Regions from separate parts of the Mus musculus genome. Here region 2 is linked to region 1. Evidence: chromatin contacts called from public Hi-C data. All regions are on one chromosome and are shown on one strand. The core of a region is the stretch at or near the end of the contact, and the rest is flanking DNA. Distances in the headings are between cores, read along the strand shown. Region 1 has its middle 13 kb from the start of H2-Oa. Region 2 holds the start of Tap2 (transporter 2, ATP-binding cassette, sub-family B (MDR/TAP)).

Region 1 (5,900 bases), core at 1,718-4,217:
CTCTCTCTCTCTAAGTGGTAGTTAACTTTCATATTTACACGAATATGTGTTTATTAAGGTATTCACTACAAGGCAAGATTTAAAACAATGCAAGCAGCCATCAACACGGTTTTAGGTACCTCTGCTTCTCGCCAGTTTTGTCTGTCTCCTTGACCCTTCTGTCTACTCCTGGACTCCTGCCTTAAACTCTTTGTGGGCTGTGCTGGTCAGGGCTTGTTTTTTGTTTATTTGTTTGTTTGTTGATTTATTTATTTATTTATTTTGAGACAGGGTTGATCTGTAATAGCTCAGGCTGTCCTGCAACTCACTCTGTAGACCAGGCTGGCCTCAGACCCTCAGACTTACAGAGATCCATCTTCCTCTGCCTCCCAAATGCTGGGATGAAAGGCGTGCGCCATCATCGCCCCGCTATGTGCTGGTTAGTGTTAATCATCAACTTGGTATAACCTAGCACAACCTGGGAAGAGAACCTTAATGAGGAATTATCTAGATGCCAGCACTCGGGAGGCAGAGGCAGGCAGATCTCTATGACTTGAGGCCAGCCTGGTCTGCATCGAGAGTTTCAGGCTGCACAGGGCTACACAGGGAGACCCTCTTTCAGAAAAAGAGAAACAGAGAAATAGTTATGGAAGTAGCAAGTGTTGCGTGGCAGCGCAGGGTCCTAAGAGGCCGTTAGTGAAGATGAAGCCTCAGCTGCACTGAACCCTAGGATATTGTCAATACCAGGACCATGTGACTCCTGCCAAGGAGAGCCCCAGATGTAGAGTGGAGCTGACCTAAGAGGAAACTTGTGTGTGCTGTGGATGGCAGAGCTGGAAGCTGGAACTATTCAAGCCCTTTGGGGCCCAGAAGATTATGAGTTAGTCTAAAACTCCAGATACAATGCTACGGGACTTGGGTTTGTACTGCTGGACTTTGGTTTTGCTTTGGAGTGGTTGTTTTTATGCTCCAGTTTTTCCTTTTGGGAATAAATATGCTTAGTATGTAACTTTATTTTTTATATATTTTATATTTTATAGCACCTACCAGTTAAGAGAGTTTGAACTTTTGAAGTATTGGGGTTTTTAAAGACTTTGGACTAAATTTTATATTAACATAGACTTTTAGGACAAGGGTGGAAGGCTATGCATATGCACTCATGGAATGTGTTTATATGTCAAGTTGACAAGGCATGGGTTATACTGGTTAATCTCACCCATCAAGTTGACACAATCTAGATCACTCAGGACAAGAGCCTTAATGAGGATTGTCTAGGCTAGTTAGCCTCTGTGAATGTCTATGGGGATTGACTTGTTAACTGATGTAGGGAGACCCAGTCCACTGTGGGCGGCACCATTCCTTAGGCATGGAGAAAGTGCCCAGGCAAGACAGCATATACCTCTAATCCCAGCACTCAGAAAGTGGAGGCAGGCAGATCATCTATCAATCTAAGGCCAGCCTGGTCTACATAGAGAGCTCTAGGTCAACAGGGACTATGCAATAAGATCCTGTCCAAAAACAAACAAACAAACAAACAAACAAACAAACACAATCACCACCACCCCGAAAAAAGAGAAGAAAACAATCTGAGAGGAAACAACTAAGGATGTGTTTATTCTTTGGTTTTTGTTTGTCTGTGTGTTCTGTTTCATTTTGAGGCAAGTTCTTACCGTATACCCCTGGCTTCCCCAGACTCACTCACTATGTAGACCAGGCTGGCCTTGAACTCACAGAAGGTCTTCCGGGTTCTGCCTCCTGACTGCTTACTCTTTGTTCTTGCCTGAGGATGTGATTGGTGTAGCTGACCCATTGAGTTCCTGCCTGACTTCTTTGAAATGATGGACCTATAGCTTGCACCTGTGCACCAAATACCCTGTTTCCTCCCTAAATTGCTTTTCATTCGGGTATTTTCACAACAGCAGAGAAACTAGAGCCAGGTGTATTTGTTACAAAGCCTAGTTTTGTTGGTTGGTTTAATTGTGCGTTTGTGTCGGAGGCTTGCCTTGAACTCCCAAACCTCAAGCCTCAACCAGGATTATAGGTGTGCACCATCACACCAGCCTGTGCTGTGAATTCTAATCCTTCCCATCTCTGCATCTTTGGATGGGTGCTTGGTGCTTGGTGCTTCCTGATATCAGCAGGAGGAGACAGAGCACCATCACAGCTTATAATCTCAAGTGTGGTCTTTGTGGCCATCCAAAGTCCACAGCACTCCCTGTAGTAAGAGCTGCTTGGCTCACTGGGGAATCTGACTCACAACAACAAATCGAGACACTCTGTTTTGAGGGAAGAAGGCATGAAGAAGGCATGGTGATCCTAGGAAGGTCATAAGATCCTGGGAGGCAGGCTCTGGTGCTCTGCTAGGTCCCAAACACAGCTCCATAGAGGCAGCCACATAGAGCGGGATGGGGTCCTGGCGGGCGGGGTTCAGCTGTAAGGTCTACATGTACAGAGTCAGTCTGTGCTCAGAGTTGTGGATGAATTCGAACCTTGAGTCCTGACTAGGTGAACTACTTTAGAACAATCTTTTTAGCTTCAATGTTTTTGTCTCTCAGAAAAAGGCAAAACTATTTTCACAGATGGTTCCTGTGATGTGTAAAATGATGGTTGTGGCTGCTGTCCTTTTAGATTCCTTTATTTTTTATTTTATATTGAGTGTTTGCCTGCATAAGTATAAGTGCATGTGTGCAGTGCCTACAGAGGCCAGAAGAGAAAATCAGATTCCCTGGAGCTGGAGTTACAGATTGTGAGCGGCCATGTGGTTGCTGGGGATCATGGAAGCAGTGCGGGACATCCAGTCAGTGTTTCCTCTGTTGGCAGTCAATGGGAGTGGGCCAGGCCGTTCCCTATTGGATGGTGCCCTGTGGTCCTGTCTCCCACGAACCCCTCCTCCTTTCTATCCAGTCATCTCATCTGTATCACTAGGTTGTCAGTCCTCTTACCATCATCAGCCCAGTAACTGATGACTCATAGGAAGCTCAAGCCTCATTGGTTTTTTCCTCAGCCTCTGTCCAATGGGATCATAGCAGACAACTTCAGTCATAGGCGCTGCTGTTCATTCAGGAGTTCAACTTAAGGAGTCCACCATCCCCTGACCTTTGCTTTTCTCACTTCAGCTACCCTTCCAGCTCCATGATGGTCCCATGGGTCCCTATGGTCCCCTGGACAGCAGCTTTGATGGTGTTGCTGAGCCAGAGAGACCCAAGGTGGGGCCACTCCAGGTAAGAGCGGGTACTCTGAAGAGCCTGGCTCAGGACTTTCCTCTTATAGGACCACACTTCTAGAAACAGTCGGGCTTCTCCCACAGCTAGAAAAGCAGGCTCATACCCGCATTGCTTTTTTTTTTTTTTTTTTTTCAGCCAGTTTTTCCCAGTCCCGGAAATATAGAAACCGTGAACCCAGCAGAAATGCTAAGGGGTCTGCGTGCCACATTCTGTGGACAACGGGCCTGGAGTTCTAGAATAAGTTTGCAGGGCAAAGTTTACAGAGCGGTCAGAAGGCTCAGCCTCCTGGGTTTCTCTACCTCTCCATCACAGCCTTGAGGGGACTCAGGTCACGTGACAGACTCAGCTTTAAGAGAATGGCTTCTGCTCACCCAGGGTGGGGTAGAAGCCTTGTGCCTTTTTCGGTGACATCGGATGCACGGTGAGCCAGGAGCCCGTACCTTTTGCACATTGGGTGCACTTGCCAAGGAGGGAGAAAGAACTTGTCCTTGATGATCACAGAAGGCTGCGAGACCCAACTAAGGGACAGCTCAGCTGTGGGAACTGTACCTTCAAGGTCCAGGGGATCAGAAACAGATGGCGCCAGGGACAGGCTTAGCGGTGTATCTGGGACACTGAGTGACCGCAACAGGTGAGGGAGACCCCCACAGTTCAGTTTTGCCTCCTTCATGGATAACTTCCGCTTACAAAAATTAAGTGTTGCCAAAGGAAGGTCTCAAAATTGTTTTCCTTGCTTGTACAAACACGAACTATTGACAAGGGAGGAGAAATAAGAACTAATAATTAAAATGACAAGATTCATATGTGGAGGCAAGGAGAGGCAGGTGGGGAAGAGGGAGAGAGAGAATGTTCACGGGAGGGGGTCGGGACCTGGGCACAGGGCTGAGTGAGACACAGTGTGGGTTGACTGCTACAGAACCCCAAGGCCTTCCCACACAACCCTTGTCCTCCGCCCCAGCCAGGCAGGGCCTCCTGAGCACACCAGGATGGGCCAGTTGTTCTGGGGTTACTATGGTGACAGAGGGAACCATCAGAACACCCCATAGTCATCTCTTCCTGCACCTGCACCCCAGGTTGTGTGCTCCTCCATCTCAGGAGGGCTTCCCAACATCTGTAGCTACAGTAACCAGGGCAGATTTGTCTGGAGCTGGGCTCCTGTCTCTGGCTTTAGCTCCTCCCAGCTTTAGCTCCACCCCCACCCCACCCCCTGACATGGTAGAAAAGTTAATTAATCTTACGTCAAATGCACTGGGAGCCCCAGCAGTGTGTTAATACTGAGGCCTCAGAAGCTATGCGACGAAGAAGACTTGGCCCTTTAACTTTTTTTTGTTTGTTTGTTTTGTTTTGTTTTGGTTTTGGTTTTTTCGAGACAGGGTTTCTCTGCGTAGCTCTGGCTGTCCTGGAACTCACTTTGTAGACCAGGCTGGCCTCGAACTCAGAAATCCGCCTGCCTCTGCCTCCCAAGTGCTGGGATTAAAGGCGTGCGCCACCACGCCCTGCCCCTTTAACTTTTAATATCCTCTTTGTCTTAAGATGAGTCCAGGCTGGCCTCCAGCTCTCCACAATGCCCCTGCCTCAGCCTCTCAATTGCTCTCCACAGCAAAGCTTAATATCCTTTTATGTGAAACAATAGATTATATAGTTTAATGTGTTTATTACCTGCAATGCTGGGAATGGAACCCAACCAAGGCTTCAAGCCTCCCTCGCCAAGCTGCTCCCAGCCCCAGGCTTCTAGTTTTAAAACGCATTAATAAACCGGCCTAGAGCGCCCTCTTGTGGTACAAACAACACCTGCCGTTTTATCTTCGGATTCGCTTGCCTGATCAGGACGGGCTATGTTGAAACTGGTTGTTGGACTGGAAAAGGGGCAGGATATGCTTTAAAATGCTAATTTTCAGGGAGTGAAACAAGAAAACCGTCATCACTGGTAAGAAGAGACAGACCCACAGAGGCTCCCACCTCTCTTTTGTAACAACTACCCAGCCAGTGCTTCTAGGAACGAGGGAGCCCACTAGGGCTTCACTGAGGTGATTTTCAGTGATTAAGGTTCAGAGCAGTGCCTTCCCGAACCCCATTAGACCAGGTTGTCCCAAGATTTGCAGTAATCCTCCTGCCTCTGCATCCTTAGCCCTGGGATTTCAGATGAGAGCTGGCATTCTACATTATTTCTAAGGGAATTTATTATGTTCTGTATTATTTTGTGTGAAGGAATGTTTTGCCTGCATGTTCGTATGTGGACCATAGGTACTCCTGGGACCCACAAAGGTCAGAAGAGGGTATTGAATCCTTGGAACTGGACTTACAGGTGGTTGTGAGCAACCCTATGGGTGCTAGGAACTGAACCCAAGTCCTCTGTAAGATCAGCAAGTGCTCTTAACTGCTGGTCCTCCTCTCCAGACGCTAGTTAACTTTTTAAACTATCATGCCAAGTGGTGAGTTTCATCATGAGTTTCTACATATGTAGTCCACACCTTTTAAGACTAAGTCTTTCCACATGGATACTTGAAGATGAAATAGCGAATTAACTTTTACATTAGGGTTTATGGGTTTATTTCACATTCCCGGCACATGGGACAGGACATACAGTGTGTAGTACAGCATGCAGGAGTATTAAAGATGTTGGTTCAGAAAGGAAAGCACCTTGGTGTGAGGAGGTGACGTTTGAGGTCTCCAAGTGGACTGGCTCAGACTCCATAG
Region 2 (5,900 bases), core at 2,300-4,799, 120 kb before region 1:
ATGTGTGTGGTTTGCATATGGGTGCATGCGTGCGTGTACATGTGTGTGCATGTATGTGTCCATGTGTGTGTACATGCATGTGTGTGTGTGTTCAAAGGTTGACATCAGATGCCTTCCTAGATCACTCTCCACCTTATTTTTTGAAGACCTGGTCTGAACCTAGAGCCCCATTTCTGCTAGATTGCCCATGCACCATTGCCATGACATCCACCTGTGTTCACCGCACACCCTGAGACTCACAGTGCCTGGGTGCTGGAGATTCAAACCCAGGTCCCCTTGTTTGCACAGTAAGATGGAATTCACTGAGCTAGCTCCCTAATCCAGGAGAGACTGAAAGCAGCAGGATGCTGCCTGGGCATCAGGCTGAGGCCCAAAGCGAAGTACTGAGGTTGTGGGTGGGGACAGGAAAGGGGAGGGGACATCTTTAGGAAGGACCAGAAGGGAGTGTGAGGCACTGGGGTTCTGAGCACACAACATGGCAGGTGAGAGTCCCTAACCAGCAGCAGTGCCCCTGGAACAACCGGGTTTATAAAACAGAGCCAGGTGTGAAACTGCATCTGAAAATCATCTGCCATAAGAACCTGATCCAGCAGAGGGAAGAATAGTTTTTCCTTTTTTTTTTTTTTTTTTTTTTTTTTTTTGGTTTTTTGAGACAGGGTTTCTCTGTATAGCTCTGGCTGTCCTGGAACTCACTTTGTAGACCAGGCTGGCCTCGAACTCAGAAATCCGCCTGCCTCTGCCTCCCAAGTGCTGGGATTAAAGGTGTGCACCACCACTGCCCGGCTTTTTTGTTTTGTTTTGTTTTGTTTTGTTTTGTTTTGTTTTGTTTTTGTCTTTCCTTTTTTCTCTCTCTCTCTTTTCTTCTTGTTCTTTCTTTCTTTTGCTTCTTTTTTTAGTGGATTTTTTTTTATTTACATTCCCAGGTCTCCCCTTCAGAACCCCCCATCTCATCCCCCGTCCCCCTGCCTCTATGAGGGTGCTCCCCCACCCACCCACTCCTGTCTTTCCCTTCCTGGCATTCCCCTACACTGGGGCATTGAACACCCTCAGGTCCAAGGGCCTCTCCTCCTACTGATGTCCAACAAGGCTATCCTCTGCCACATATGCGGCCGGAGCCATGGGTATTCTTTGATTGGTGGTCCAGTGCCCAGGAGCTGGGGGGGGGGGTGGTCTGGTCTGGCCAATTGACACTGTTGCTCCCTCCACCGAAGGAAGAATATTTTTAAGAAATCAAAGTGCACTGTGTGGTGCATCTCAGGTGATAAAGGCACTTGCCACCGTGTGTGAGTTCCATCTCTGCACCCCACACAGTGGAAGGACAGGGCTGACTCCAGCAAGCTGTCCTTGGGCCTCTAGTGCACATGCCTACCCTTGACCACAAAAGAAAGACAGTGCATAGTTTAGAAAAGGACATACCTGAGAACGGGCCACACCTAAGGATCTACAACAGGAAAATCCTCCAAAGAAGACAGAGTAGATCCAAAGGTAGAAGGGAGGTTCATAGATGCTAATTGCAGAAAGAGATCAGTATGAACCACAATAGTCAAAGCTACAGGGATACCTAAGAGACATAAAGCCTGAGTCGGGAGTCCACAAGGAGTCCATAAGGAGTCCACAAGAGAAAAGACGAAACAAAACCAGCAAAACTAGAATGGAGGCCTAATGAAAGACTAGGGAGAGAGAGAGATCCTGCACTCTCTGTATCTGGGTCCTCTTATCCTAGTCAAAGCCCAGCCAAGCAGCCCCATTTTTATTTGTTTACTTGAGATTGCAGGCTCCTGGGTCCGGATAAAAAGAGTCAAAGGCAGGCTGGAGAGATGACTCAAAAGTTAAGAGCACTGGCTGCTCTTCCTATAGGTCCTGAGTTTAATTCCCAGAGACCTCCTGGTGGCTCACCGTCATCTATACTGGGATATGGTGCCCACTTCTGGCCTGTAGGTGTACATGCAGGCAGAACTCTGTATACATAATTTGTGCCTTGTGCAAAGTCAGTTCCTGTCCAGTCGCATCTACTACAGGGACCTGAAGCCAATCATCTCTCACCTCCCAACAGAGAACAGGCACATGAAAAAGATGGCGCTTGCAAAGGCGTCGGGGTCGAAATCACCTCCCAGGATGTCAATTACACGACCCGAATAGCGAGGGATTAATGTCTCCCCTGAAAGAGGCAAGAAAGATAAGGAGGCTGTGCCCTGGCAAGGCCCTTCTCCCACCTCCCTCTCACAGTGGTCTCTTCCTCTCACCCCACACAGCCACCACAAGGAAGAAGAAGGCAGCTATGAGGAAAGGCAGGTCCGGCCTGGACAGCTTCAGCAACCGCTTCATCAGTGTTCTGTTCTCCTGGCCTGGTTCCTTCTCCTGGACTCCAGCCGGGCTCAGCACAGCCCACACGGCCCAGCTCAGCGCAACAGCCCCATAGCCAGCCAGCAGCCAGCCCCAAGAGGCAGAAGCCACTCGGACTACTGAGGTGCTCGCGGTGCCTCCCACCAGAGCTCTTAGCGAGAAAAACAGGGGAGTGGCAAGGCAGAGCAAGGGCAGAAGGGTCCCCACAAGTCCCAGCAGCTCTCCCACTTTTAGCAGTCCCCACAGCACTCCAAGTCGCAGGGTGCCCTCTATCCAGAGTCCTGGCAGCCCCTGGGGAAGCAGATTTCCCAGAGATCCTTGTAGCAACCCAAGTAAAGCCATGTCCGCCAGCAGCAGAGAGACCCAGGGCCTCAGGTAGGACAGCGCCATGGTGGGTTCTGCGGAAAGAAAGGGAGAAATGAGGTCTGTGGAGTTCCAACCCTGGTTACGAGCCTCCTGCCCCAAATCCACCCTGAGGCTTCTTGTTCACCGGAAAGACCCCCTCCTAGATAAGTCTCTCCTAGGACTGACTGTCTGACGGAGCTGGGAAGGCTGCATTATTCTCACACACAGTCACACAGACACACAGACACTCAGACACACAGCACGGGGGTGGGGGTGGGGGAGGGGGCGGTCTGCTGCCACCACATCCATCTCCCTGAAGTTTGTTGGTGTTAGCCCAAGAAGACACACTGCCCCCATTCCTCGGGTCTTTAAGAGCCAGGAGACCCGGTGCAGGGGCGGGATGCGGGTGGGTTCGGTAGCCTTAGATGGCTTGGGACAGAAGGTTCTGAGTAGGGGCGCTGGGCCGGCGGCGCCCGACGGAAGACCGGGGACGCAGGGCAAGGGGGTGGGGCAGAGGACCTTGGGCAAGGGGTGAGGGACAGGGGACCTGGGACACTGGGTGGGGCAGGGGCACGGAGCAGAGGACACGGGGCAGGGAGTAAGCGGCAGAAGACCCAAGACAGGGGACGAGGAGTGGGGAACCGGATGATGACGCCAAGGGTTTGGGAATGGGCCGCACTCCTGCTAACTCTCGGGTTCTATCCAAAAGAACTCACCTGCGGCTGCGGAGCGGCAGCTCAGGAGAGCTTCTGGAATCTGCTTCTTCTCAAACTGGATCTCCTGGGTGCGCAGCGACGCCCTCGCGGGGAGCGCGCCTGGGTCCCGCGGCTTTCGCTTTCACTTCACTGCCGTGGTCGCGGTGCTGCGCACAGCCGCCAGCAGATGGCGCCTGTCAATTTGCGGGTGGGTTGAGCGCCCCAGGTTCCCAAAAAGGCTCGCCCTCCAAGGCCGCTACTAGCAAAACTCTTGAGGGTCTGAGATGCTTTGAAAAGGAAAAAAAAACAAAAACAAAAACAAAAAAAAACAAAACAAACAAAAAAAAAAAACGAAAAAACCCTGCATTTCTCCGACCTCCGAGCATGTTTTAAGAAGCGCCGGTTAAACTGGGACTATAGTTCAGATGTTGAGAAAACTTGCCTGAGCCCAGGGTTCGCTGCCAGTAGGTTTGAGGAAGGGGAAAGAGGAGGAGGAGTAAAGGGCAGAAAAGAGCATAGGAGAAGGAGAAAGGCGAGGGAAGAGAATGGTCGTGGACGGAAGGAAGGGGAGGGAGGAAAATGGAGGAGGGAGTGACTTCAGGTCCCTCCCAGTCAGCAGACCACACAGGTGTCCCACCTTTGGAAAAAGGAAGAGAGGAGAGAGAAGGACGGAGGGTGGAAGAGAAGAGAGGCTTGAGGGCTTGTTTGTTTTTCCAGGTAAGCTCAAGAGTTGGGGTCTGGGGTAAAACTAGGGCTTACAAGAAGGCCTCAGCTCCTATCAGCAGGCCAAAGGTTCCCTTTCACAGATTTTGAACCCAGAGGCTCTGGCCCTTTGTCCTCAGACTTTCTTCGCAGCACACCGCACTTGCAGTGAGGGCCCTGGGTCAGTGCCAGGGCCTGCTGCTTGTGAGGTAGTCAGAGTAGGCTGTAGGCTAACACCATCAAAGAGGGAACCCGGCCTCCTCCCCAGAGCCCAGTTCATTGCGGAAATCACCCTTCTGGGCTCCAGGGAAGAGCCCTCACAGAGCATGGTGAGGCACCAGGTTCCATTCTCAGACATGAAAATCAACCATGCTGCTCATCACCACACCCCACCACCAGGGCACTACAAGGAGAAATGACTCTGCGGGCTGAAACTACCTATAAAGGAAAAAAAATCCCCTTAGACATGCTGGTGTGACTACCCATGAGTCACTTGAAGGTCAAATGTTGAGGGCGGGGGGGGGGCTGGGGGTGGCCTTAAAGCAGGCCTACATGGCTATGCCTATCTCTCTGGACTTTAGGGCTACCCCAGGTGGAGAAGGCTCCCATCTGGCTGTCTGGATCTCAGAGTCCTCTAACCCCTGACCTGGCTCTTGACCACTCCTGCACGGAGCACTCATGCGCTGAACTCTCCTGCCCTGAGCACTCCTGCACTGAGCACTGCTACACTGAGCACTCCTGCACTCAGCACTCCTACACCAAACACTCTGTACTGAGTACTCTTGTCCTGAGTACTCCTGCACTGAGCATGCCTGCACTGAGCACTGTGCTGAGTACTCCTGTGCTGTGCCCTGAACACTCCTGCCCTGAGCACTCCTGTCCTGAGTACTCCTGCTCTGAGCACTCTTGTCCTGAGTACTCCTGCCCTGAGCACTCCTGTCTTGAGCATGCCTGTGTTGAGTACTCCTGCCCTGAGCATGCATGTGCTGAGTACTCCTGCGCTGAGCATTCCTGACCTGAGCACTCCTATCCTGAGCACTCCTGTCCTGAACACTCCTGAGCTGAGCACTCCTGCACCAAGTATTCCTGCACTGAGCACTCCTGTGCTGAGTAATCCTGCCCTGAGCACTCCTGTCCTGAGTACCCCTGCCCTGAGCATGCCTGTCCTGAGCATGCCTGTGTTGTGTACTCCTATGTTGAGCACTCCTGCACCAAGCACTCCTGCACTGAGCACTCCTGCACTGAGTACTCCTGCCCTGAGCACTCCTGTGCTGAGTACTCCTGTGCTGAGCATTTCTGCCCTGAGTACTCCTGCCCTGAGCACTCCTGTCCTGAGTACTCCTACCCTGAGCATGCCTGTCCTGAGCATGCCTGTGTTGTGTACTCCTATGTTGAGCACTCCTGCACCAAGCACTCCTGCACTGAGCACTCCTGTGCTGAGTACTCCTGCACTGAGCACTCCTGCACTGAGTACTCCTGCCCTGAGCACTCCTGTCCTGAGTACTCCTGCCCTGAGCACTCCTGTGCTGAGTACTCCTGTGCTGAGCATTTCTGCCCTGAGTACTCCTGCCCTGAGCACTCCTGTCCTGAGTACTCCTACCCTGAGCATGCCTGTCCTGAGCATGCCTGTGTTGTGTACTCCTATGTTGAGCACTCCTGCACCAAGCACTCCTGCACTGAGCACTCCTGTGCTGAGTACTCCTGCACTGAGCACTCCTGCACTGAGTACTCCTGCCCTGAGCACTCCTGTCCTGAGTACTCCTGCCCTGAGCATGCATGTGCTGAGTACTCCTGTGCTGAGCATTCCTGCCCTGA

The links. A called contact is a pair of places that touch in the nucleus more often than the background predicts.
Region 2: a Hi-C map of B cells shows a contact between it and region 1, with 50 read pairs. The contact joins the promoter of Tap2 here to the enhancer-like site in region 1. A contact is called at or near these places in 20 of 39 promoter capture datasets (the 3T3-L1 cell line, 3T3-L1-derived adipocytes, the C10 cell line and 13 more), 1 of 15 datasets of contacts at CTCF or cohesin (embryonic stem cells), 16 of 484 Hi-C or Micro-C datasets (B cells, the HL-1 cell line, LSK cells and 9 more), 13 of 115 datasets of contacts at active chromatin or transcription factors (CD8 T cells, the HPC-7 cell line, the SCID.adh cell line and 7 more) and 5 of 9 other capture datasets (adipose tissue, embryonic stem cells, liver and 2 more).

What each region holds. Positions count from the first base shown.
Region 1 is chr17:34,076,833-34,082,732 of GRCm38.p6, reverse strand. No RefSeq gene overlaps it. Among named protein-coding and RNA genes, the nearest start is that of H2-Oa, 13 kb to the left of the region's middle. Within about 2 kb of position 2,967, at least 106 of the 459 cell types and tissues checked have an H3K27ac peak or open chromatin away from gene starts, as enhancers often do. A contact at or near this core is called in B cells and centroblasts, where this site is marked.
Region 2 is chr17:34,202,128-34,208,027 of GRCm38.p6, reverse strand. It overlaps Tap2 (transporter 2, ATP-binding cassette, sub-family B (MDR/TAP)), which reads right to left and starts at 3,549. Exons shown (of 12, transcript NM_011530.3): 1 at 3,405-3,549; 2 at 2,244-2,741; 3 at 2,044-2,158. The coding sequence starts at 2,733.